Linked DNA regions of Mus musculus: all the other regions are linked to region 2. A link is a contact called in public HiChIP or PLAC-seq, Micro-C and promoter capture Hi-C data. All regions are on one chromosome and are shown on one strand. The core of a region is the stretch at or near the end of the contact, and the rest is flanking DNA. Distances in the headings are between cores, read along the strand shown.

The links. Promoter capture Hi-C pulls out the DNA fragments that hold promoters and counts their contacts. Hi-C and Micro-C count contacts between places; a contact is called where the count stands out from the background. HiChIP or PLAC-seq counts read pairs in DNA pulled down with a chosen protein or histone mark.
Region 1: a contact with region 2 is called in an H3K27ac HiChIP or PLAC-seq map of VIP interneurons, with 13 times the contacts expected there. The contact joins the enhancer-like site here to the promoter of Arhgap22 in region 2. A contact is called at or near these places in 5 of 39 promoter capture datasets (the 3T3-L1 cell line, frontonasal cranial neural crest, hippocampal neurons and 2 more), 3 of 484 Hi-C or Micro-C datasets (cortical neurons and nephron progenitors), 5 of 115 datasets of contacts at active chromatin or transcription factors (VIP interneurons, embryonic basal ganglia, embryonic hindbrain and 2 more) and 1 of 9 other capture datasets (embryonic stem cells).
Region 3: an HNF4G HiChIP or PLAC-seq map of pancreatic cancer cells shows a contact between it and region 2. The contact joins the promoter of Anxa8 here to the promoter of Arhgap22 in region 2. A contact is called at or near these places in 2 of 39 promoter capture datasets (embryonic stem cells and liver), 1 of 484 Hi-C or Micro-C datasets (the G1E-ER4 cell line) and 1 of 115 datasets of contacts at active chromatin or transcription factors (pancreatic cancer cells).
Region 4: a promoter capture Hi-C map of stem cell-derived epiblast-like cells shows a contact between it and region 2, with 2.4 times the contacts expected there. The contact joins the promoter of Rbp3 here to the promoter of Arhgap22 in region 2. A contact is called at or near these places in 4 of 39 promoter capture datasets (the 3T3-L1 cell line, embryonic stem cells, hippocampal neurons and 1 more).
Region 5: a contact with region 2 is called in an H3K4me3 HiChIP or PLAC-seq map of embryonic stem cells, with 4 times the contacts expected there. The contact joins the promoter of Prrxl1 here to the promoter of Arhgap22 in region 2. A contact is called at or near these places in 12 of 39 promoter capture datasets (the 3T3-L1 cell line, 3T3-L1-derived adipocytes, embryonic stem cells and 7 more), 24 of 484 Hi-C or Micro-C datasets (the HL-1 cell line, Sertoli cells, adipose-derived mesenchymal stem cells and 15 more), 13 of 115 datasets of contacts at active chromatin or transcription factors (SST interneurons, VIP interneurons, astrocytes and 9 more) and 3 of 9 other capture datasets (embryonic stem cells, embryonic tail and embryonic trunk).
Region 6: a contact with region 2 is called in a Micro-C map of palatal mesenchyme, with 4 times the contacts expected there. The contact joins the enhancer-like site here to the promoter of Arhgap22 in region 2. A contact is called at or near these places in 14 of 39 promoter capture datasets (the 3T3-L1 cell line, 3T3-L1-derived adipocytes, the C10 cell line and 10 more), 2 of 15 datasets of contacts at CTCF or cohesin (embryonic stem cells and stem cell-derived epiblast-like cells), 57 of 484 Hi-C or Micro-C datasets (the 3T3-L1 cell line, B cells, the Ba/F3 cell line and 29 more), 13 of 115 datasets of contacts at active chromatin or transcription factors (SST interneurons, astrocytes, craniofacial prominence and 8 more) and 1 of 9 other capture datasets (embryonic stem cells).
Region 7: an H3K4me3 HiChIP or PLAC-seq map of bone marrow-derived macrophages shows a contact between it and region 2, with 5 times the contacts expected there. The contact joins the promoter of Ercc6 here to the promoter of Arhgap22 in region 2. A contact is called at or near these places in 2 of 39 promoter capture datasets (neural stem cells and pre-B cells), 13 of 484 Hi-C or Micro-C datasets (the 3T3-L1 cell line, the G1E-ER4 cell line, the N1E-115 cell line and 8 more), 8 of 115 datasets of contacts at active chromatin or transcription factors (bone marrow-derived macrophages, craniofacial prominence, embryonic basal ganglia and 5 more) and 1 of 9 other capture datasets (embryonic stem cells).

What each region holds. Positions count from the first base shown.
Region 1 is chr14:32,562,505-32,565,782 of GRCm38.p6, reverse strand. It overlaps Ercc6 (excision repair cross-complementing rodent repair deficiency, complementation group 6), which reads right to left. Exons shown (of 21, transcript NM_001081221.2): 12 at 3,132-3,227. Among named protein-coding and RNA genes, the nearest start is that of Prrxl1, 35 kb to the left of the region's middle. Within about 2 kb of position 1,937, at least 2 of the 459 cell types and tissues checked have an H3K27ac peak or open chromatin away from gene starts, as enhancers often do. A contact at or near this core is called in VIP interneurons, where this site is marked.
Region 2 is chr14:33,215,374-33,218,497 of GRCm38.p6, reverse strand. It overlaps Arhgap22 (Rho GTPase activating protein 22), which reads right to left and starts at 1,675. Exons shown (of 11, transcript NM_153800.4): 1 at 1,653-1,675; 2 at 1,387-1,546. The coding sequence starts at 1,438.
Region 3 is chr14:34,083,851-34,087,289 of GRCm38.p6, reverse strand. Anxa8 (annexin A8) reads right to left here and starts at 1,311. Exons shown (of 12, transcript NM_013473.4): 1 at 1,214-1,311. The coding sequence starts at 1,234. The region is part of intron 1 of A630023A22Rik (RIKEN cDNA A630023A22 gene); the gene reads left to right.
Region 4 is chr14:33,952,384-33,955,805 of GRCm38.p6, reverse strand. It overlaps Rbp3 (retinol binding protein 3, interstitial), which reads right to left and starts at 1,803. Exons shown (of 4, transcript NM_015745.3): 1 at 1-1,803. The coding sequence starts at 1,709.
Region 5 is chr14:32,597,253-32,600,758 of GRCm38.p6, reverse strand. It overlaps Prrxl1 (paired related homeobox protein-like 1), which reads right to left and starts at 1,351. Exons shown (of 7, transcript NM_001347590.1): 1 at 1,213-1,351; 2 at 695-813. The coding sequence starts at 728.
Region 6 is chr14:32,531,294-32,534,428 of GRCm38.p6, reverse strand. The region is part of intron 5 of Ercc6 (excision repair cross-complementing rodent repair deficiency, complementation group 6); the gene reads right to left. Among named protein-coding and RNA genes, the nearest start is that of Ercc6, 19 kb to the right of the region's middle. Within about 2 kb of position 1,493, at least 38 of the 459 cell types and tissues checked have an H3K27ac peak or open chromatin away from gene starts, as enhancers often do. A contact at or near this core is called in SST interneurons, cortical neurons, embryonic forebrain and 5 more, where this site is marked.
Region 7 is chr14:32,511,414-32,514,912 of GRCm38.p6, reverse strand. It overlaps Ercc6 (excision repair cross-complementing rodent repair deficiency, complementation group 6), which reads right to left and starts at 1,392. Exons shown (of 21, transcript NM_001081221.2): 1 at 1,314-1,392.

The DNA.
Region 1 (3,278 bases), core at 688-3,187, 650 kb after region 2:
ACACTTTTCTTCCTTAAGTTGGTTTTCTCAAGTATTCTGTCATAGTGATAGAAATCTGAGCAACACAAGCAGGAAGAAATTCATTTTCACTCATGTTCTTTCCCTGATTGAACAACTTCTCTGGAAAAAACAATTTTACTGTACTGAACATGTCCACAAAGGTCATAGCTGATTTTGATAATTCAACTTCCCCCATCAGAGAAAAGGATATTTAGTTCATAGCACTGTGTATCTGACATCCCTGACCTACCAACCAAAGGTCTCCCAGTCTAAGTACCCTTAAAGCCTTGTTTTTAGGGTGTGAGCCAGAGGCTGAATGTCCACTTACTGCTACTCCATCAGAAAGCAAATATGCACGACAAATGCATGAATGGAAGAGATACCCAGGGTTGGACTACGGAATAGAAAAGCCTAGAGGCTGGGGTTGTTCCCCCCAAACCCTAGGCCTCAGCCCCTGCCTCAAGGTGATTAAAAAGCTTAAGAATGATTCAGGTAGAGGCAGGTGGATCTCTGAGTTCAAAGCCAGCCTGGTCTACAGAGCAAGTTCCAGCATGGGCACGGCTGCACAGAGAAACCCTGGCTCAAAAAAACCAAACATTACTCAGGTTTTCTAAAACATTCAGACAGTGACTGGTTTGAAAATATAAGTAAAAAAGAAGAATCATAAATTAAGCTATTTTTCAGGGTATGGTAGATTTAACAAAACAACAGTTGTAGTAACAAAAGATCTGAGCAGTCAGAAACATGGTCAAAGCTCTCCAAGGAGTTATTCCTTCTGTCATCTCTCGTCCTCTCTCTCACCTTGTCCCATGCAGTATAGCACTAACTACTACCCACATGCAACTGCTGCACATAGGTGTGGTAGTCTGAATTGAGATGGACTACAAAAGTAAAACTCATACCTAAGTGTAAATATATAATACAAAAATGAAAGTAAAATCCTCCCCCTTGCCCCAGACATGGTCTTACTATGTAGCCCACTGGCCTGGATCTCACTATGTAGATTAGGATAGCCTCAAACTCACAGAGGTATGCCTACCTCTCTGCCCCTCATTCATTTTCAAATTTTCACTACATATTGAAATACTTTGGGCCTGCAAATGAAACAAAAGATATGATTTTCAGTTCACTTGTTTTTCTTTTAAACATGATTCTAGAAAATCTAAGCCTTTCCTTTTCCATCTAATAGAAAGAGCAGCCTCGATCACCTGCCCTGGAGGCACGTGAGGGAGGCTGAGAGCTGAGGGAATGTAAGTGGTTTTGAATCGCTCATTTGGAAGAAGAAGAGACGGCTCAGCAGTCTAGAGCTCTTGTTGCTCACACAGAGGACTTAGGTTCAGTTCCCAGCACAAATGGTGGTACATATCCATCCATAATTCCAGTTCCAAGAGATCTGATGACCTCCTCTGACCTCCATAGGTATCAAGCGTGCATTGGGTATGTTATGATGAGACTACATACATATAGGCAAAACATTCATATGTATAAAATAAATCTTTTAAAAAATTGGATCCAGAGAGTTGGCTTGACAGTTAAAAGCACTGGTTGTTTTTCCAAAGTACACAGGTTCAAGTCCCACCACCCACATGGCAGCTCACAGCCTTCTAACTCTAGTTCCAGGTGATCTGACAACCTCTTCTGGCTCCATATGCACCAGGCTCACACAAGTGCACAGACACACATACATGCAGCCAAAAGACCCATACACATAACATTTAAAAACAAAGCAAACAAAAAAGAAAGTTCTGAGAAGTGACGAATAGGTCAAAATGATGGATCTGAAAGTCCAGGTGCCTGAGGGTGAGGAGAGCAGGCAGCCACTACACAGCTTGGGGAGGGCAGTGGACTTCTGAACAGACTCAGATGTACATGCTCAGATAGGCAGCGTGAAGACCATGGCTGCCAGGCTCAGCATGCATTGGAGGGCATGAAAGCTTGCACCTGCTAGGGGGAAGGCACAATACCCGAATGCACTGGGCTGCTAAGCCTTGTTCTGAAAACGCTACACAGAACAGCTCGGCCTTTGTCTACTTGGCCCTAGGAAATGTTCATGTCAAGTCAATGAAACTACGTGCAGGGTGTGAGAGAACCTGTAGCTTTAGCCTCTTATCCACCTAGCACACAGACGCACTGAAGACACAGTCATGCTGAATGCTGATGATGCCACTATGGAACAGAGTGTGAAGACATGTTCTCTTTAGTGTGCCACAAACCCTGGCAGGCTGGGCTTTCCTAGCTCTGTGAGCCACGTCACTGGCAGGCCCACTCCTCAGTGTTCTTCTTCCACAGTGTGGGGAATGCAGCAGACCTACAGTGGAGAGGAACAAGCAGTGTCCTCTTACGTAATAAACACCCTCACCTCTGGAAGGGCTGCAGATCCAGTTACGGTTCTCACAAAATGACATCACAAGGGCCACAGAAACACCTCACTGACCCAGTGGCAGCAATGTCCAGCTAAGTAAAATTCAGATGCCCGGCTTCTGGCTCTCATGCCTCACTGGTCCATGATGTTCCTAGACACTGCAATCTCAGCATCACACTCATGCCAGGCGCTGGGGATACTCCACAGTGGGAAGTGTTCTAGAAAGCCAAAACTCTCCTATCTGTGTGACTTACACTGTCTAATAATTTCCAAATTATACAATGAGCAAATAAATTCCTTTCAGGGAAAGTAAGAGTTAGAACCTGAGAAATCTGATCCAGAATTCTGTCCAGTTTCTAAGATGGCAGTGGTCTGCCAGTGTTTACTGGACATGAGGCTCACTGAGAAGCTGATAAAACTTGTGCATCTTGATAACCATGGCCTGATAATCTAATTTTAGTTGTAATTTCTGAGAAAACCCTGCAGTGTACTGGGCACTACTGCCTGCCTTGGGCAGTAGGACTTAGGGTCACATCCCCACCTTGAGTCCAGCTTTCACTCAGAGCTCCCCCTCACACCAGTGACCTTGCTCCTTTCTTTACATCTGCCTCCAGCTGTGGCTGTGACTCAGTAGCCACTCCACAGATAGCAGGTGGGTGAACAACGTGGGCACGAACGAAGCCTGGCACATTCTAGACCTTTCCTGCCCTCCCCCCCACCCCCCTTGATAACAACTTCTTTCTCTCCTCAGGTCTATTCTCTGGCTGACCTGATTTTCTCCATTGAGAATCCTGTAGACTGCTTTAGAATCAATGAAATTCTGGTAGACTTTATGCTGCTCATCAGTTAGACGGCAAAATAAGACCTGTGAGGGAAAAGGAAAGAGTTTTAAAAACTACATTAATTATCAATGATT
Region 2 (3,124 bases), core at 426-2,925:
TGCTGTGACCCCAGCTGGAGGAGAATACCTTCAGAGTGTCAGATACTGTGATCCCAGCTGCCCGCAGCCCGATTTCTCCCCAGACTGGAGCGTCTACCTAGACTCTAGCCCAGGTCTCAGAGCCCAGACCTGGCTTCCAGCTCACGCAACCCTGCCTTTGTGGAAGAAGAAACTTTCTCCTCACCTAACACATGCCTGCTCAGGACGACAGAGGCACAGCAGGAGTCTGAGCCCTGTGGCTCTGTTCACTTTTTCCTAGTGCTGGCAGAGACATAAACATGTGCAGGAGCCTGCGTTCCACCTAAGGCTGGCTAAACAGAAGTCTCCAGAGGAAGTTGGCAAGCTTGAGGAGGACTGGGGCCCAGAGGACGTTACTGATGGCATCTATTTCTGGAATCCAGCACTCAGGTCTAACCTACCAAAGACACCACCCAGCTACAAACACAACCAGCTCCTTCCTGCCTGAGGTCCATCCTGTGCACACACATTTAAGTCGGGCAGCTCCAGCAGGGTCTACCACCTCTATGACACAGCACCTGCAAGACCCAGCACCTGCAAGACCCAGCACCTGCAAGACCCAGCACCCGTATGATGCAGCACCTGCAAGGCTCAGCACCCGCAAGACCCAGCACCTGTATGATGCAGCACCTGCAAGACCCAGCACCTGTATGATGCAGCACCTGCAAGACCCAGCACCTGCAAGACCCAGCACCTGTATGATGCAGCACCTGCAAGACCCAGCACCTGCAAGACCCAGCACCTGCAAGACCCAGCACCTGCAAGACCCAGCACCTGTATGACCTTGCACCTTCAGGATCTACACCTGTGTGACCTGGCACCTACACGATTCAGTTCTTGAGGGGCCCAGCATCTTCAGGGAATACCAGACCATCATCTGTCAGTGACTCGAACAGACACTAGTCCCACTGTGACTAGCTGCTGCCTTCCCAGAGCTTCCCGGAGCTATTCAATCATCCTCTCTGCATCTTTCAGTTCACTACCAGGCTGGGTGGCTTCCTGGCACAGACAGAGGAGCCTTGGGATGCCCAGTTCTCCCTGTGGAAGCTCTATCCAGTGTCCAAGCAGTCTGTGGTCATGGTGATCCTCATGGCCGTCAACTGTCATTAGAGTCCCCAGCCATTGGAACCCAGGACCCTTGACACTGGAGCCTGATTTCCAGGCTCACAGAGAGCAGATGCTGGGTCATGGCTGAGTGCTGGCTAACCAACTTGTGCTGAGAGCTGAAGGAAGATTGAGTCCCCACTTCATGGTGCCCACAGCCCGCAAGACCAACGAGGCTCCTTCAGTGTCACCGAGCGACCCCACCCTTAAGCACGAAGTCAAGCACACAGGCAGCCATTCCCCACCATAGAGCCAAATCCTTACTGAAGTATCTGGCAGCGAAGGTTCTTCTTTTGCTGGAAGCCGTCGGCAGCATTGCTAGGCTGGCAGTGTGCAGATTTCTCCTGTGTCTTCTCTGGAAGGCAGCAGCCACATCCTCAGGCAGACAAGCTAATTCCCAGTTTCAGTAGCAGGCGATCAGCATCTATAGTAGAGAAATATATTTAGAACGCTCTTTCCAGGCATTTGCCTGGATTTCAAACACGAACAAAGCCTGCTGTGAGGGACAAGTTTCTCTGTGGAGCATGTACCTTGGGGATCTGAGAGCAGACTTGGGGAAGTCAGAGTATCAGTTCCTCAAATCTGTAAAATGGGACCAGCAGTGACAACTGCGTCTCAGAGGGAGAAGATGCCAGATTCATCAGCGGAAGCAAGGGCTCGGTGAGCCAAGGGCTCTAGCTACTAGATTTGATATTTTTCGCCCCCAAGGGAACAACATGGAGCTAAGTAAGGGACCGTGCAAATTGCTCTGAGCATGCTGGCTGGTTCCTGGCTCACACTTTGGCTTGTGGTCCAAGTGCTGGGGTAGACCCCAGGAAAGCTCTGTCACATCCTTAGGGTACCACTTCTCCATTCTATTTTTGGAAATGTGTCATCATTACATCATTTACAGTTGTGGAAAATGGGTACAAACGAACAAACAAATAGACAAAGCTTGCTTATAACTAGCCAAGTGGTATTTCTGCCGCCGTGAACATCATTCACACAGCAGCAGTCCTAGCGACCTAAAATAAAGCCAGGCTCTGAGATGGCAGGCACACTGTCACCTGTCTTTAGGACATATGATACCATTTGCAGATGGAGCCCAGAATGCTCTTCCCCTACCTACCCTGTCTCCAGTGTGCTAGTCTCTACAAGCTGAGCTTGTATGAAGCCTGAAGTTACCGGTAGATCCTTCCAACCTGGGCAGGAGGAGGCAGAAGGAGGCAGGAGGAGGAGGAGATAGAGATGCGGGCTGAAATCGGTCCATCACTGCCACAGAGAACAGAAGCTTGGGGCTATGGACTAGTGCCTGGTATTCTGTGGGTCCTGCTGGGGCAAAATGCTTCTGGTTCACACTTTAGCATGTGGGTATAGTTCCTGTCACTGACTGGTCCCCAGGGAGTGATGGGACAGCACCTGGAATGGAGAAGGCAGACTGCCTTTGGAATAGCAGAGAGAATGAAGCGGTCACTAAGCCCTAAATCTTCAAGGGCCTAAGCCCAAGATATTGGCATGACCTGGGACCCAGGAGCACAGATGGCCTTGAACACACAGCTGAGCTGGGAGTCTCCAGGGAAGTGATGGAGCTGGAGCCAGGAAATGAGGACCCTGGAGTTGGTACAGACCTCAGAGACCCTGAGGGATTTGGGAGTGACACCTTCAGTCTCTCCTGGAAGAGTGCACAGTTTGGAAGCATAGGTGGACGGGGGTAAGGCTCTGAGGGTGGGGGCACCCCACACCCACTGTAGCAAGCCTTAAGAATGAATGCTCTGGGTTCACACTGTAGGTCCAGTCCCTAGCAGGACACAAAGCCAGGTAGGCGTGTAGTATGCCTGTAAACCCAGCAATCAGGAGGTGGGGGCAGAGACTCAGAAGTTCAAGGTTACCCTCAGCTATATAGTGAGTTCAAGGCCAGCCTGTGCTACATGAGAGCCTGTTTACAAAACAGAAGTCTAACGTTAAAGTTGAATTCAGGAATACAAGGGCACACATTGGCTCCTTTAGGGGGAACAGTCTCATA
Region 3 (3,439 bases), core at 62-2,561, 870 kb before region 2:
CTCCATTTCCACCCTTGTGTGTAAAGCCACCCATCCTACAGACTTGCTGTGAGGTTCCAGTGACAGTGGTGAGAGATGCCGACAGGAGTGTCCCCATCCATACAGAAGGTTCTGAGAGTACCAACCAATCCAATCAGGTCCCCAAGAGGATGGCCCCTGCCCCTGCCCTATGGAGTGCAGGGCCTAGAATCAGGCTATTTTGGCCAGCATCTGACTGCAGGAACTGCCCAACACTCAGAGCCCTGCTGTGTGCACCTGCACAAGGCGTATTGCCAGCAGCTGCTGTGAAGCTATGCACAGCCACTGCTCGGGCTGCTTTCTCCTGAGGGTCAGGATGATAGCTCATCTCTTCCTGCCTTCTAGTCTGTCCTATCTGTCCAGAGACGCCCCCCCCCCCTTCCCGGGGCATCTACACCTACAGCTTCTCTCTGGGTGGTGGCACAGCAACAAAGATTTTCCTGAAGCTGGGCCAACTTGGATCTTCTGCCTATAAGGAGCCCGGAGACTGTGCAGAGACTTTGGGCTTTCTCTAGTCTAAGCTGTCCGAGGGACCTGAGCAAGCTACCTGGTGTCCCAGAACCTCAGCTTTTCCCTCTTTGAGTGCCCCAGCTGGGACGAGGAAGGTGCATAGCACATGTAGCCGTGTGCCTGCCCATGAGGTGTTTCGGCTGTACATGTGGGTAGAGGTGGCTCCGTACTGTTTGGAAGTCGAGCTCCAACCCCTTAGCCTGTCATTCAAGTCCCTCGATGTTCCTTCCATCCGGGATCCTCTCCAGACCTAGATCCAACCCATCTGAACATTCAAATGCTCAAACAGGGCAATGTTTTCCAAAGTCAACTTCCTGGGCCCCCTAGCGCCTTTCACACACTGCTACTTCTGCAAGGAGCAGCCTGCTAGAGTCTCTCCAAGCACAAACTCACACATTGCACATATCCACAGAGGCACTAAAGTAGCTTTTCCCCTACAGAAGTCTCCCTCTGGACACTCGAATCCTTTAGCTTTCTCTTTGCAGTTAAAAATTAAAAAAAAAAATGTTCTTGTTTTATTTTTAACTGTCTTACCTTTCAAACCTTAACTTTTCTAAGCGTGGACAGGGTTTTTCTCCCAGTTTCCTCACCGGGACTTGGCCTCGCAGGTTCAGCTTTACTTTTTGTGTCCTCCACACTCCCAACAAGGACTAGGGACCCATCTCCCCAGACCATTTCAACTTACCCAGGCTTTCCACCAGGCCATCCTGTCTGCTGCTTTTCCCAGGGAGATGAAGAAACACTAGTTGGCCTCTGCTCAGTGACTGGACACAGCTACTCCCCGATAGTAGGTGTGGTTGTGTACACAGGTCCAGCCCCACCCAGCCCTCCCTCCCTCCACCTCAGGCTCCGCTTGGCTCTGGGCCCCTCCTGTGACTCCCAGACCCCACCCAGACACTGCCCGGGCCTGCCCTGAGAATGTTTGGGCTGTGGCTGTCACATAGCTTGGAAACTCTGAGGTAGCGTTTGAAAGTAAACATGGCTATAGCTTCTTGAGGTTGGCTAGACCTCAATCACAGAGAGAAGGGACCGGCAGCGCGCAGCCCTTCTGCTTACTGCCATCTTTGCATACTTAGCAGCACAATGAGTTCAGCAAAGGACACAGAAACAGCCACCCCTATTCCCTGGGGTGCACTGTGTCTAAATTCCTCTTTAACCATCTTGTAACGACGGATCCTTGGGTCATGATCACAGTCTTAGGAAGCAGGTATGAGTTCCTGTGCTAGAGGGAACCATTCGCAAGCACCTAGATTATTTGCTTAAATGACAGTTGTTGTGACAACAGAGTGACTGTGTACCAACTCTCATGGGGTGAGAGGCTGCTGCCTCCCATGGGGAGGGGCGGGGTAGGAGATGCTAGTTGCCAAGGGGCAGGAGTACTATTCCCAACTAGCTTCCAAGAAGCTCAATTTTGGGAATTTCCTACTTTTCTTCAACTCTCCCTCAGCACAACTCTTCTTATAGGATCCCTTAACTAAGCTAGCTCCTAGCTAGCTACCTTTCAGTGTGAGGCTGCTGCCTCTGGGAGCATCACCCAGTTCCAGGAAGGCTCCTAAAGCTCTCAGCCCTCATGATGACTTTTAAATCCAAGGAAACCTTGCAGAATGTTTCTTTTTCTTTCTGAAGGGTCAGGTTTTAATGTCCCAGTCTTCAGCCCCAGCCAGTCCTGACAGCCTTGCTTCATTAGGGCCTTCTGTACTGGCTGCCTCAGGCACCAATTCCATGTCCAGTCCAGTTTTAACTGGTCCATGTAGAGGCCTATAGCACAAGCCCAGAACAAGCTGGAAGCCAACACTGCCCTCATACCAGCAGCAGGACCTGCAAGCCACAGTTGCCTGGGTCCCCAGCAGTCTACACACGAGGCTCGACCCTACATTATGTACAGGCTACCCAGCATGAAGAAGCCATAGGCAGTTTCCCGGTCCATGTCACTCTGCATGATGCCAGGAGTCCATTTCAGAACCAGGAGAGAAAGCTGTCTCATATGCCCTGCAGAGGAGTCAAGCATCTCATGATCCAGCTCAGACCCCATTGTGGGGCCACCGAGGTTGCAGAACAGCCTTTTATGAATGGTCCCGTGATGTGAAATGTTCAAAGTTCCCACCCCTGACTCCAGTGTTCTTTGTTCTACAAACAGAGTTGTCATCTCTTTCTTGTGGCGTGGGCAGGGATGGGTAGGGATGGATCTGGGCTGGCAAGCAGAGAGGAGGAAGGTAGCCATGCCCTGGGAAGGCAGCTACTGAGCAGAGCTGCAGGGAACCTGGAGATCCATTGAGCAACAGTGCAGTGCAATGCAGCGAAAGGAAGACGGTCCCAGCTGCCTCAGCACAAAGTGATGGCGGACACATTCCAGGCCTTCGGAAGCTTGGATTCCCCTACATTTTTAGGTTGGTGGACACCCATGCTTGTTTATATCGAGATGTCCGTACAGGGACATGCATGTGAGTCTCTAGAGCCAGTGATTCTGGAACCGGAAGGGTCTAGCCCAAGTCAGGCAGTACAGGTGACTGAGATGGGTCCCCTGAAGGAGCAGCAATGTTGAGGGCCCTTGGATAGCCCAGGAAAAGGGCCAGCCTCTGCAGGGATTCTGGGCTAAACCATCCCATCCATGTAGCTTCAGGTAAGCTTCATGTTACCATGTGCCCCTGGCATGATACAGCACCCCCTTATCTACCGGACGTGTGCCCACATTCTTCCTTCACTGAGCAATGGAGACACACAGAACTTGAGATATTACACACATGGATAGGGTCCTCACAGAGGAATTCACTGTATCCTGTATTTCCTACCATTTAGCTGACCCTAGGAGGGTCATGCAAACAAGAAAATGAGGCTGGCAGAAGTTTACTTAGGATTTGGGGGTGCTCAGCACCCGGGCCCTAATCCAGCGGAGTTCTGTGGGTCCTCAGAT
Region 4 (3,422 bases), core at 554-3,053, 740 kb before region 2:
CTACCCGCGGTGATTTCGCCGACCAGTGTGGCCCAGCCCAGGGACTGCATGAGGAAGGCAAACTCTTCGGCAGCTGTGGCAGTCCTGTGGCTAGTAAGCAGGTACACTCCACGCTGGTTACCATAGCGTTGGCCTAGCAACTCCCGATGGCTGAAGTGCTCCTGGGTGATGTTGGTGCGGCGATCATAGGTGGTAAAGAGCCGTACAGGTCCGGCCTCAGGTCCCTGGAAGTAGGACAGCACCAGAGGCATCGCCGAGGACGGACCCCCAGGGTTATGACGCAGGTCCATGATGAGGTGTTCCGTGTCCTGCAAAGGCTCCCATACCTGCTTCAGCACGTAAGGGCCCAGCGTCTCCAGCACAGCGGCGTCTGCAAATCTATCAAAGCGCAGGTAGCCCACATTGCCCGGCAGCACGGACACCTGAAACACAGAGTCCACCAGGGCCCTCCGGGCATCTTCTTCCGTGGGCACCTCGGGGGTGGCTGCTGGGGACTCATTAGGCCCAGTCTCAGGTCTTGAGGAGGAGTCTCTGGGTCCGGTGGCCCTCACCAGGAGCCTGGGATCCTCCGACACAGCCTGCAAGCCAGCATTGAGCTTTGTCACCAGGTCCTCTTCAGAGACCACAGCTGAGTAGTCCATGCTGGCCAGGTGGTGCAGCAGGCCCGGCACTCGGTCCACTAATGTGTAATAGTCCTGGAGGGCTTCCTGAAGTCGGAGGACAACCCCTGGCAGGGCACGACGCAGGGTGAGGATGGCCAGGGCCTTTTCTAGGGCTTGCTCTGCAGGGGTCCCCACACAAGGCAGCACGCCACTGCCTTCCCATGTCTGGCCACCTCCACCTAGAGGTCCCAGGGACCTGGACACAGGCACTGTGAGGAAGAAGTTGGACTGGCCTATTCTCAGCTTCTGGAGGTCCAGGGCCCCACCCTCCGTCCGCTCGCCCACCACGATGGCGCGCCGCATCTGCTTCAGGATGTAGGCAATGTCCTCTGCGACTCCCCCAGTGTGTCCGCTGGTGAGGACCACCACATCCTTGTCAGCACTGTATCTCTCCCCGAGGACCTCGGGCAAGGTCCAGATCTCTGTGGTGGTGTTGGAGGGCCGATCGTAGACGGTGTCCACGTGCATGACCGTGTTCCCAGGGTGCAAGTAAGAGATGACATAAGGGATCCCAGAGAAGTGGCCGCCAGAGCAGTGCCGGAGATCTAGCACCAAGGAGGAGGTGCTCATGAGCTGCCTCCACACATGGCTCACTAAGAACTCCCCCAGCTCGCTCAGTACCTCTTGGCCAGGGAGGTCGTCCACTCGTAGGTAGCCCACGTTGCCCTCAAGAACCTCATGGCGGATGTTCCTCTGTATCTGGGCCAGCAGTTCTTCTCGGGTGAGGTTGGTGAGCACTGGTGCTTGCTGGGGAGCCTCGAGGGTACTGGGCTCGTAAGAGATGAAGAGTCGTGGGTCACTCAAGGAACTCTGGACTCCAGCTGTCAGCACTTGGGCCAGCGTCTGAGGGTCTGAGATGCCCAGAATCTCGTGACTCTTCATCGCCTGCTCAATGGCTGCTTGCATTCCCATCAGGTTCTCAGGGAAGCAGTAGTTATCCAGGAGGATCTTGGCCATATCCAGTACCAGGCTTGGCTGGAAGAGGTGCGTGGGACCAGCCGGAACCCAGAGCAGTGTGGACAAAACCAGGACCCATTCTCTCATCATTGGGATCCCAGAGCCTTGGCTCCTGGATAAGAGCTCCGTGTGTACAAGGCTGTGGTCCTGCAGCTGCCTCTCTCCCTTGCCCTTCTTAGCAGGCAGACAGAAGGTCTGGGGCTCAATGTGGGAGTTAGATGTGAGGCTTCCAGCTCTGCTAAGCCTTTAATCCTGTCTAATTCAAGCACATGAGCTGGACTCTGAAGAAGAGGCCAGGGTGGTTTGACCCGGAAGGAACATTGCATCTCATCTTGCTGAGCCATGTCTGTGTAGAATAACACAAACAATTGCATTTAGTTTGAGTTCCTGACACATGCGAGGCCCTGTGATATGCTTTCTACACCCACAGTTTTTACTAAAGTCTTGCAAATGAGAATCGTTAATCTACAAATAAATATCGTTTTCCCACTGTGGCTCACCCATGACTCTGGAATTAGGCAGACGCAGTTGGAGGTCTGGTTCTGCTACTGTTTATTCATAGGTTGGGGAAGGTATCTGACTTGTTCTGTAGACTAAGTTATTGGGTAGATTAAACATGAATGCTTTCACAAAGCATTGCGGTGTCTGGAAGTTACTGATGAAGGCTCTATAATGAGTATCATATCTATTTTATCACCAGGGAGTTTAGTAGATAGTTCAACCCACCGTTTCAGATGGGGACAGGTGACGGATAGCGAGAAAAGGCTGCATAGGCCACCACCATCTCAGATACTGGGAAGGCTTAGTCTAGGGCCATTGTCAGCCTCAGGAATTGAAACTTGTTCCTATACCCTTATTATGCTTCTAGGTATAATATAGATGTCAGTACCTCACAACTTTCAAGATGAATGAAAGGTCCGGACACTAGTACAGAGTGTGACAGCGAGAGGGACATGAGATCAATAATTTCAGACCAGATAAGGTTAAGTGATCTAGTGAGCCTCATTCTCTTTGTGAATGGAGACACCCCCCCCAATAGTTAGGGGCTCAGCTTCAGTCCAGTGCTCACCGTGAGAAGTGAGTGGCTCTCTGTGGTCCTAAGTCACACAAAGAATACCTGTCATTCTCATACCCGCAGGGTCACACCTGGGAGCCAGTCCCAGGGAGCATTTTCTGTATGCTACCCTTTTCTCGTGATGTGGACTTCTGCTCATGTCTGACTGGCTCTGGGTATCAAAGAACACTCACCATGGAGCCTGCACTTAGAACTCCTGCTTTGTCCAGGGAGCCTCTTAGTGGACACCTCTCTCTTATTTAGCAGGTATTCTTTAGTTAGCCTGTAGGGGGCGTTGTATAGACGTGGAATAGCAGCTGGTGTGGCCACTTCCTGTTTCCTGGCTTCTTGGGTTCTATCCAGAACAGATGGCTGGGCTTGGTGGACTGCAGGTAGAGTCCCACAGTGACGCAGCAGGCAGCCAGAGAAGGTGGTCTTCGGGTGGGGATGAGAGAGCTTACTCTGTGAGCTGGAAACCTACAAGTCAGTTTCTGGAAGCCATTATCTGACGATGTTTACCAAGTGGTTTAGGAAGGCCAAGGAGGTCAATTAGCTAAAACAAACATATTTTTAGCTCATTAGGATTTGTTTAATACCCAAGTGACATATGGTCTCATCACCCCACTGTTTGCAGCCAATGGAAATGAGGCAGACTTACTGTCAGGATCTGCCTGGGGTGGCACACAGAGGCCTCTGTGGGGTGACTGAGCCTTTTTCAACCTCCACCTGGAAGAATCCAACTCCAGGCA
Region 5 (3,506 bases), core at 102-2,601, 620 kb after region 2:
AACAACTGGGAGAAGAAAACACACCAGGAATAGGGAAAGGCATTTCCCCCCTAAGGTCTAGAGACCTTAAACAACCAGACCCTGGTCCTGGGGGCTGACGAGCTGGTCATTTGTAGTCAGAAATTCAGTAAATCGCTGAGATGAAACTATTCCTGGACACTCCTGACAGGTAACTATCAGGGAGCTTGCATCCAGGGACAGCTTTGCCGCTAGAAACTGACTTTAAGTTGTCCAGAATTTCGTGTGCGATCCCGGAGCACTCTTGCCAACGCCCAGGGTGAGAGTAGGCCCTTCCTGACACGTAGTGGAGCCCAGGACTCAGAGGGCAGTTCAACTTGCTTTGGTTTTCTGGGATGTTAGCAAAACACCGTGAAAGATTGATGCGGGCCCCCTGGGCGGAGGAGCCCCGATTAGAGGCGTGACACCAGCATCTGTGCTGGGAGGACCAGGCGTCCCTGAGGCACCCATAGCCCGGGGCAGCGCGACCCAGGCGGAGAGGGAGGTGGGAGGCAGGTGGCACCAGGGCGGAGGGATGGAGCTGGATGTAGGGGGGGGCTAAGGGTACCCCTAAACCCTGCCAAGAGGCTGCCACCTTGTGGGGCGAAGACCCCAATACTTATCAACCCTTTTGTGGCCCGGCCCTTTTGGCTAGCTTGGCCTGGCCAAACAGCCCGGGAAAGCGGCGCTTACTCACCCTCTAGCTGTGGCGGACAGTGGAAATAAAACATCGCCGACGGTCGGATGGGCCCTGATGGCTGGACCAGGGCTGGTAGCGGCCTGGCAGACTTGTGCCTGTGCGTGGCTCCGGCCTGGCTGCAAAGCAAACAGCAATAGAGCCTGAGTCTCCTGCCCGCACACCCCGAGGATCACAGGGAGTGCTCCTCCTACTAAGCCCTTCCCGAAGCCCTTGGTCCCCTGGGGCCACCGCGGGGATGGTGGGAGAAGTGGTTGCACCTCCCTTCCCAAGCCACGACCCTACGGTCAGCCTTCGGCATAGGTCCTGCTGCTGGACAACCGCGCCCTCACCAAGCTGGGCACAGTCTGGCTCCTGGTTCTCAGGGGTCCCAACCACAAGCCCTGCACTTGGCCACCGCAGCTGGGTCCGGCGATCGCGCAAGGCCATCTGCAAGCGCAGCAGCTCGGGCCAAAAGCCGGTGAAGTCCCAAGGCCCAGCGCAGGGAGCCGGGGGAGCAGCACGGGAACCCTGCCTACCTCTGCGGGAGGCGGGCGAGAAGGCCGGAGTGCGCTCGCCTCTAGTCCGCACGCGGGGCTCGGCTGGCGGCGGGCGGGGCTTGGCGCTGCTGGCGCCCGCAGGACCAGAGAAGTGACTGGGGAAGTGGCCAGATGTCTTGCTGTCTGTCTACAGCGCGCGCCGCCGCTCAGCACTCGCCTTTATAATCTCACGCATAATTGGCCTTAATCTGATTATTTCCAGCGCTGTCTACAGCGAGTAACTTGGATAGGTCTATTGGGCCTTACAAATGGCCCACGTGGTGTAAAAAAAAAAAAAAATCCGTCACTTCTCAGCAAACATCAGGAATGTTTTTCCCTTTTTTTCTTTTAAACGAAGATAAAAACAACAGCTACCAATATCATCCCCCACCCAAAAGAGATTATGTTTTAAACACTCACCCCAACCCCAGCCCTCTGGGCCCCCTCAGTCTCAACCCTTCTTTCTCTGAGTGAGATTGGATTTGGGCTCGCCCTTGTCAGAGGCCTGGAGACTCCAGGACTGCAAAATTACCAAAGCGCTGCTAATTGTCGCCGCCGGATGGGTTTTGGGGGTACTCTTTGCACACGGCTTCCCTTTCCAAGCGATCGTACAAAAGGAAAGTTTGATTTTGTTCTCAGCAAGGGGTCCCTGAATTTATGTTCGCTTCTCCCTGCAAATGATATGCAGTGGGACCCTTCGCAATTACTTTTAAAATGCATCCGAGGCAGACACTCAGCGGAGAGAGACCGCCCTTCTCTCTGCCTGGGTGAAAATTAAACTCTAAAGTACCGGGTTGAAATTTTCAAGTCAGGGGCGCGGGATTGGATCAAATCACATAAACTGCAAAAAAAGCAAGTCTAATGGCGCATAATTGGTTCTGTAATAGCATTACACCAGGATAATAGCCCGTTACGGCCCCCTGCACTATTAAGTGCTTCCCTGGCGGAAAGCCTTTATGATATTAAAGGGGGAATATAATGATATTTTGGTTATTAAATGCGTGTAATTAATTTATGCACCACTGAAAATAAAGTTGGTATTATGACCCACTCAAGATGCATCAGAAGATGCGAATCAGACAACTGTTGATAAGTTCTGGTGTCTGTGTTCCGTCTAGACTGCCGATTTTATTTTGGGACAATGGCTTCTTGGACAGACTACATAAATTGAATATTTTATAAACATTCTAATGCTGCGTTTGAGAGCCTTGGCGGAGTGGTGGGTCGGGTCCCTGCCCGGCCTGAGATCCACCCTTGATCTTAAAGACACAGAGCTTTGGAAACAAAAGGCCTGGCGGGCCCACTCGTGGACCAGCGACCGGGGCAAGTAGCGCGGAGCTGGAGAACTGAGTGCTGAGGCTCTGGCCGGCCAGTGGACACCCCTGGGAAAACAGCCAGGAAGAAACGCGGCACCGCTCCGGCGGACTCAAGGCTGGGCTGGGCCTCTTGCACTCAAGCGGCCCTTTCTAGGCTCAGCCGCTCCCGGCCGGAATCGGCCCTGCTGGGAGCAAGAAGAGGCTGGAAAATGACTGCTCGGCTCGGAGCGAACAGACCCGCCGCGCCAGCTCTCCTCCAGGGCCACAGACTCCCGCAAGACCAAGCGGCGGGCCCGAGTGGAGAACGTCGGCGAGCCAAGCCGCCCCGTGCGGTGGATGGCGCGACCACCCGGCCAGTACACAGCTTCGAGGCCCGGAGCAGACCCTTTCTCGGTCCCAGGCCACGACGAACTCGCGGGTCCGGCTTCCCTCCAGGTCCGGCTCAGGGAGCATCCCGCTCTCTGCAACTGGTTCCAGGAGCCGAGGGCCCTCTGAGCGCCGGAGTCTGCCGAAAGCCCTCTCCGATGCTCTCCTGCCCTGAGCTTCAGCTTCCCCGGGCGCCTTGCGCACTCTGGGAGTCGAGCGCTGGGGAAGCTAAGTAAGAGGAAGGGTTCCCCGCCAGCTCCGCTCAGCGCGCACTTGCATTATCCGCGGGAGCCTCGGCCCCAGCAACCTAGTACCGACTGCCGCGTTGGCCCCAGAAAACAGAGACATCCAAGCTTCTATCAGTTCCCTGTGGCTGACATCGAGACGTAAGGATTTATGTGAAACCCTGATCTGTCGCGGGGTCTGAGCAGGCTGGTCTGGATGTCTGAACGTCTCCCCGAATCAGCGGAGGGATCAGGACCTTGGACAGCGGCAAGCGTCCCCACCCTACCAGACTTTTTGCTGGCCACAGAAACCACCAGTCCCTAGGGCCCCTGTGGGGTCCTGCAGTGCGCGGGCATCGAGGCCAGCGCAAGCGATTCCAGGCACTCC
Region 6 (3,135 bases), core at 244-2,743, 680 kb after region 2:
GGAAGACCACAGAAGAGCCTCAAGAAAGGGTCTTTTAGAGCAGCACTGTAGGGACTCAACAGTATAACCTTGACCTACCTGGGCAGGGGTCTGGCGCCCCCTAGTGTTTACAAAGGAGAAACAACCACCAACAGAGATGTTCACATTGGTAATCTAATTATCAAAAAAGCGTGAACGATACAAAAAGCACAACAATAATAAAACTAAGTCTTGTAACAGGTATACTTATTTATACATACTAACCTCAACTGTTAAGCTGCCTTTTACGTGAGATCAATCATCTCATTTGTACAGCTTCTGTAATATCTTCATGGCTCTTCACAAGACTTCTTTTTAAGGTTCTTCCTAGTTCATAGGAACCTTTGCCTGTGGCATGAGAACTGCCCACAGTTACAGGATCCTGCCTGTGGTCTTATGTGTTGTAGTCTTGTCTCCCTTGGCAGGGTACAATTCCCACTCCTGTTTTACAGATGAAACATGATCTCACAGCCACCAGTTGCCAGTCTGATGCTCTAACTTCTTGGCCTATGACTTCCAACTGAGCCGTGAGAGCTGGCTGGCCTTGGACATGTTTTCTGTTGGCAGTGACAGGGTCAGTTTGTGGCCCTGGACGCGTGGTATAGACAGCTTTCAGGAGTTGGTTCTCTTCTTCAGCTGTGGCAAAGACTTGCTCATGGTTTATGCTACTGTGCAGGTAGCGTACCCCAGGCTATCCAGCCTGTGAGCTTCCAGGAGCTTCTCCTGTCTCTACCTCCCATTTCCCTGTGCTAGACCACAGATGTGCAACACCACACAAAGCTTTTCACTTCCAGGAACTAAACTAAGGTCATCAGGTTTGTATGACAAGAGCTAACCCATGGGGCAAACCATCTCCTAGGCCCCTGGACAAACTTTGAGATCACATGTATATCTTATATATTTAAAAAGTACTTCTACAGTGACTGAGGTCACTGGTGTCAGTGTATTCCAGGCACTAACCTAGGCAGTTCATTTATTAACTCCTTTAACAGGATAGATGTTTGACATTTCCCCAGAGAGAGACAAGCTGCGGGCAATGGAGATGTATACCAGACACTAGCCCAGCCCGGCAGGCTCCCCAGGATCCCCCTTCTTGGTTACATTACACTGTCTCTCAGTGGGTGTTTTCCAAACTTCCAGCCAAAGGATCAGTGATGACCTTTATAATGAGGGCAGGCCAAATCTCACACCTTCAACTTCCGTCCTAACATCAGCAGTACACAGAGGCCTTCTGTACAAACATACAGACTTTGGGCCTAGTTAATTCCTATGTGTGAACGTTTTACAAGATTTTATAATAAAGTTTATTTTGAAAAAAATCAGCAATGCTACAGATTGCTTCAGGTTGCAGGGTGACTCCACCCCCATCTTGCATAGGCAAAGTCACAACCCACTGTCACCTGACACCTACAGGCTCTCCCAAGTCACAGAACAGCTGCTTGGCAGTTCTGACTACAGATGATCTGAGCTGAACCATCCCGAGAGACACACTTAACACCAGACAAATCGATGGACACAACTGCCCACACCAACCCACTACCAGGACAAAGTACGCCTATTAACGGGAACTGAGTCAAAACATGAGTATGCCCCTCCCAAACTCCACTGTCCTCACTGCCATGGTCTCTCCACTGTCTTTACACTGCAAAGATCACTGGGCCCAGCACAACATAAGGCTGGAAATGGGGGAAGCACACACCATACAGTCAAATCACTGTGAACAGTGAAACTGTGATTTCCCTGACAGAGACTCTCCCGCAGCAGCACAGTGGTGACTGTCTGATTTTACAAGTGTACCCAGGCAGCAAGCTGTGTGTCTAACACAGTTTGCATTTGTGCCCTGCAATAGGTTTTCTGCTGCAGACAGCTAAGAATCCCTTGCAGATTCGTCTCATTTGCTAAATTGAGATACTCAGTGTTTTACTTTTCTTCTCTCCCTTTTTATGGTCTATCTGGGTGGACTTAATTGGCACATCTGAGCAGATGAAACACCCTCAGTTAGGAGTCCAGATCTCACAGAGTAAATTAAGACTGATGCAGACAATTATGCCCTGAGCCGAGAATAAAAGGTGTGCACAGAGCAGGGAGCGGGATTAGTCTTCATTTGTGTCTTGGTTTTATTATTTCAAAGCCTGCATACTCTCTAAGAAAACATGTTTGGGTTGGGAGGGGGGATTTCTTTTCTCTTTAAAATCTAGATTCCTAAGAAGAAAGTACAAAAGAAAGCTTATTTCCTTGATAAAGAATTAAGCTCCTGGAAACATGTTAAGAACAATCTTCAAACTGTCATATTTAGGTTTCTAGACCATATCTAGATTAAACATTAATCTTATATTTTCAGAAATCAAATTATTAGGGCTTCTAAAAGAGTGTAAATAAATCAATTTAGCTTTTGCTTAAGTATGTACAGTCTAAAATTGCTGACTATCCACTCTGTCCAAGCAAGGATCCATCAGAGGAGCAGAAACGATCCAGCCTAAACTGGATGCTGGCAAAGGAGGAGAAAGAGGCTCCACGACACAATGGCTGGACCCCAGGCAGGGTGGAACTGACACTCCCTACCCCCAGTGGGGAGAGAACCCATGTTGGAGATAGTGCTGTGAGTCCCTGCAGCAGACACAGCTGCCGCTGGACTGCTCACAGCGTCCCCTTCCCACTGCTCATCAGTACCTCAGCCAAGAGAGGGATGGACAATGAGGAGTGCAGTTACTCACACTGTCAGCACACCAGATGCCATCCTTCCTCATACAGTCCTAGAGGACTCTGACCTTCCTAATGAGACTCTTCAATGTTCATCCTAGCTCGCCTGAACCCTTTCAGGGTCTGGCCCTTGGCAGCACAAGGGACAACCTGTTCCTCCTCCATGTGCACAAGCCAAACCTCCATACTAAGCTCCAACTCAGCCAGACTGCAGAAGCCCAGCCAGTGCTCCAGAGGAAGGGAGGACAGAGGGGAGCATCAGCTTCTAGTTGCCTCAGACAACTGAAGACCCACTGTAACCGTTACACAATGAAAGGAGCCTTTATCAGCAATTTCAACTCTAGTTTAGTTACATAAAATAAAAGTAAAAATCAGGCACAAAAAGATAAAAATTTAAAATTACAAGAATGTATTAAA
Region 7 (3,499 bases), core at 143-2,642, 700 kb after region 2:
AGGGCAAAAAGCTGTTTAGCTTCTAGCTATAGCCAGAAGAGAGCTTGCATGTGTGGGCGAGAGAATGCACATGGGGGTTGGGGGGAGTATAATGTAAAGAAGGATTTGATCAAAGCACTAAAGTTTCAGAGGTGAACTAAATCACACACTGACAAAATTACTGACTCAATCAAATGAGGCATGAGGCAGTTCCCCCTAGTCCCCTGGGAGGCCAGGCATTTAAAGAAAAAATGGCTTTAGTATAGATATATACAAGGGCAACTGTGGTGATGGCCATAAAAAGAAGTTACATAACTCGGCAATTAAGAGAGACCTAAGTAAAACTGTGAAGGTAAGGTGTGAGGTGGCCTCTCTGACAAAGTGTCACTCTAAAAGATTAATGAGATTTGATCAAGGTCAAAAGCAGAGTTAGCATCTCGAAATGAGATAATGAATAAAGGCTGGAACTCAGTGAGAACTTTGTAACCAAAATTCAAGAGCTGATTATAGTATTGCTCGCTGTGTAAATCTTTCAGTCGTTCCAGAAACATCTAAAAGTTACAAAGCTAGGAAACCAGACTTGTGACTTGGGTTTTCTACGGCCACAACCAAGCTGGATTAGGGTCTGGAGAGTTATCTGTACATAAGTACGGTGTTGAAGCGAGAAGGGACAAGTTACACGGGTCCGGGGGCGGGGGGTGGGGGGGTATGCTCTTAAATTATATTTCACTGAAATGGCTCTCAAAAAGTTTAAGGATGCGTGACAACAGCAGGACCCAATTAATGCTCGTAAAAGACCAGTTTTGGATAACAGAGAAATAGCAGTGCAGTGCTAATAGGATGAAGTCAGGAGGAAAAAGACGAGAGGGCTCGGAAGAGAAGGACAGCGGTGAAGATGACACCGCGAAGGGTACCGGGTTACAGCACTTACAGCTCTGTCCCTCCCACTCAACTTTGCATCTTACGGAAGGCGCCGGGTATGCACCACCCTGACTCTCCCTCTCAAGGACACCATCATCGTCATCCAGACCCACCAGAGCCCTGTAGGCCCTGCACGCCGGGCCCCATTCACAAACCCAGAAGCAAATGCAAGGGGCTGGTCCGCGCCCCCACTGCCCCGTGCCCTCCGCTCAGGTGAGAGCCGGCGCCACACGTCACTTCCGGTTTCAGGTGCGCCTGCCGGAAGATATCCGGCCCACGGGCGAAGCCGCGGCTCGCTCGGACGGGCTCCGCCGCAGAAGGCTAGACGCCCACGGCGCGGGGCCACAGCCTCATGGAGAGCCCGAGGCGCAAGTACTCTCACCCGGCCTTCTGTCCGGCTGCCGAACACTCACCCAGAACCACGCGGCTGCCCAAACGAATTCTTCGTCGCTACCGCCGCGACGGAGCGTTGAGACAAACCTTAGCGCATGCGCCCTAGGCCTGTGCTAAGCACCGCCTCTGGGGGCGGGCAGGACCAACGGCGCCTGCGCCTTGCTGAGCCGTTTGTAAGCAAGGGTTTGCCACGTGCGTTGACCAAAGGGAGCCGCGCGTGGCCTTTGTCCTGGGCTAGGTTGGACTGTGTGGTCAGTCTGTAGCCATTTGAGCGGCTTGTATCATTCTTGACAAATGTTATCTAGTTTTATGAATTAAAAGATATTAATAAGTTATTTCTCCGTCACCACCGGTGAAATAAGCCAATTTAAACCAGATTATACTAAAGGCAGGTTTATTGGAAGGCGGTTGTCTGTCGAGTTCACTGGCCCCAAGGGTTGAAGTCGCCATTGTGGGGGTGGGGGTCGTGTATGCGTAGAGAGAGAAGGAGAGAGCAAAATGCCTGGATTTTTTTGGGAGGAACCTCTGAGGGAAGGGCAGCCCAGGCCCTGGGCTGGGAAGTTCAGGGTTATGGGGCAGGGTATGCCAGGTAGGGACTGAGACATGGTATGCCAGGTACGGACTGAAGGATGCTGGGAAAACCTGGAGGCTTTGATATGTAAAATACGCATCTCAGTCCCTTGTCCCTGGGTCTGAAACCAAACTTTCTTTCTTTTCTTTTTTTTTTTTTTTTAAATTTGGTTTTTCGAGACAGGGTTTCTCTGTATAGCCCTGGCTGTCCTGGAACTCACTTTGTAGACCAGGCTAGCCTCGAACTCAGAAATCATTTTTAGAGAAAGAAAAGGGAGTCTGCCAATGAGTGACTAGCTAAAGGTGCTCAAATCCTTTGCTTTGACATCCTCACCTCACCGCCTTAGTCATCTGGCACATCTTAAAACCGAAGAGGAAAACGTACCTTTATGACCGCTCACCAACACCACCCCAAGACCTGGGCAGAGCACCTGAGTGCATGTACAACATGCAGGTCTACAACAGATGGCTTAACTACATTAAGTCACTTAATACTTGTTAACTAATATTAACTATCTAAGCCAAGTAGTAACATTCTTTACCCAACCAAGAATCCTGGAGGTGGTCTCGCTTAGGTGAGAATTTACAAAGAAAAAGCCCAGTTTCCCAAGAGGTAGCTGAATTAAACTGGGAACTAATTAGCCCAGAAATGCCAAGAATAGAGAAGGTGGAATTGTCAGGGTCCTTGGCACGAAGTCCAGTGTAAAGGCACAAAACTTTGGGGGGCAGTAGTGAGAGGCTCCTCACTGCCATCCCCAGCAACCCGCCAGTTTATGAAGCAGAGTCAAAAGATTTCATTAAAGACATTTTAATCAGGGCTTAAGCTCAAAGGTTAAGGAAAGGAGGGGCTCTGCGAAGCAAGTGAAACACACATATATTCGTGCTTCTCAGAGAGCCACGACTGTCATAGCATTAGCCAAATAAATATTACATCTCAAGAGATTGCTAAGAATTCTCTGCACACACCACCCCTCCTATTATCCTTCTCCTAGTAAATCAGATTATAAGGTAACTCTGGAGATACCTTGGGTAGAAGTAAAACCAGGCTTGAGCTGACCAGGTGGCCACCAAACCTCAGGACCTGAATCCTGTCTTCAGGACCCACATGGTAGAAGGAGAGAACCAACTCCCACACCTTGTCCTCTGAACTCCAGGCATGAACATTATCTCTGTTCTCCTTCTCCTGGTCTACTCCTCAAGCTTATAAAGCTAAATTATAAAACCCCTGCCTGTGCCTAGAGGGATGGGATCATTTCCCCTGGCAGTGGTCTCCGAGCCCGCTCTTCCCCATCTCTGCTCTCGCCTATACCTGTGTCTTTACCCAGGTGCCCGTCAAGGACTTCGTTTCCTAACTGTACCGGGGTATTAACAACACAGTTGGAACCACTGCTGTGCTTGTGAAGTTTCTTACATAGGTCTGATGGAAGACCTAACTGTATCACCTAACAACCCTGCCCAACATGAAAACCCACAGCTGACCCAGGCATGGTGGCTCGTGCCTTTAGTGCCAGCTCTTGGGAAGCATAGGCAGGGAATCTTAGTCCAAGGCCAAGCTGCTCTACAGAGCAAGTTCCAAAATAGTCAGGGCTACACAGAGAAACCCTGGCTTGAAAAATCAAAAGAGGAGGAGGAAAGT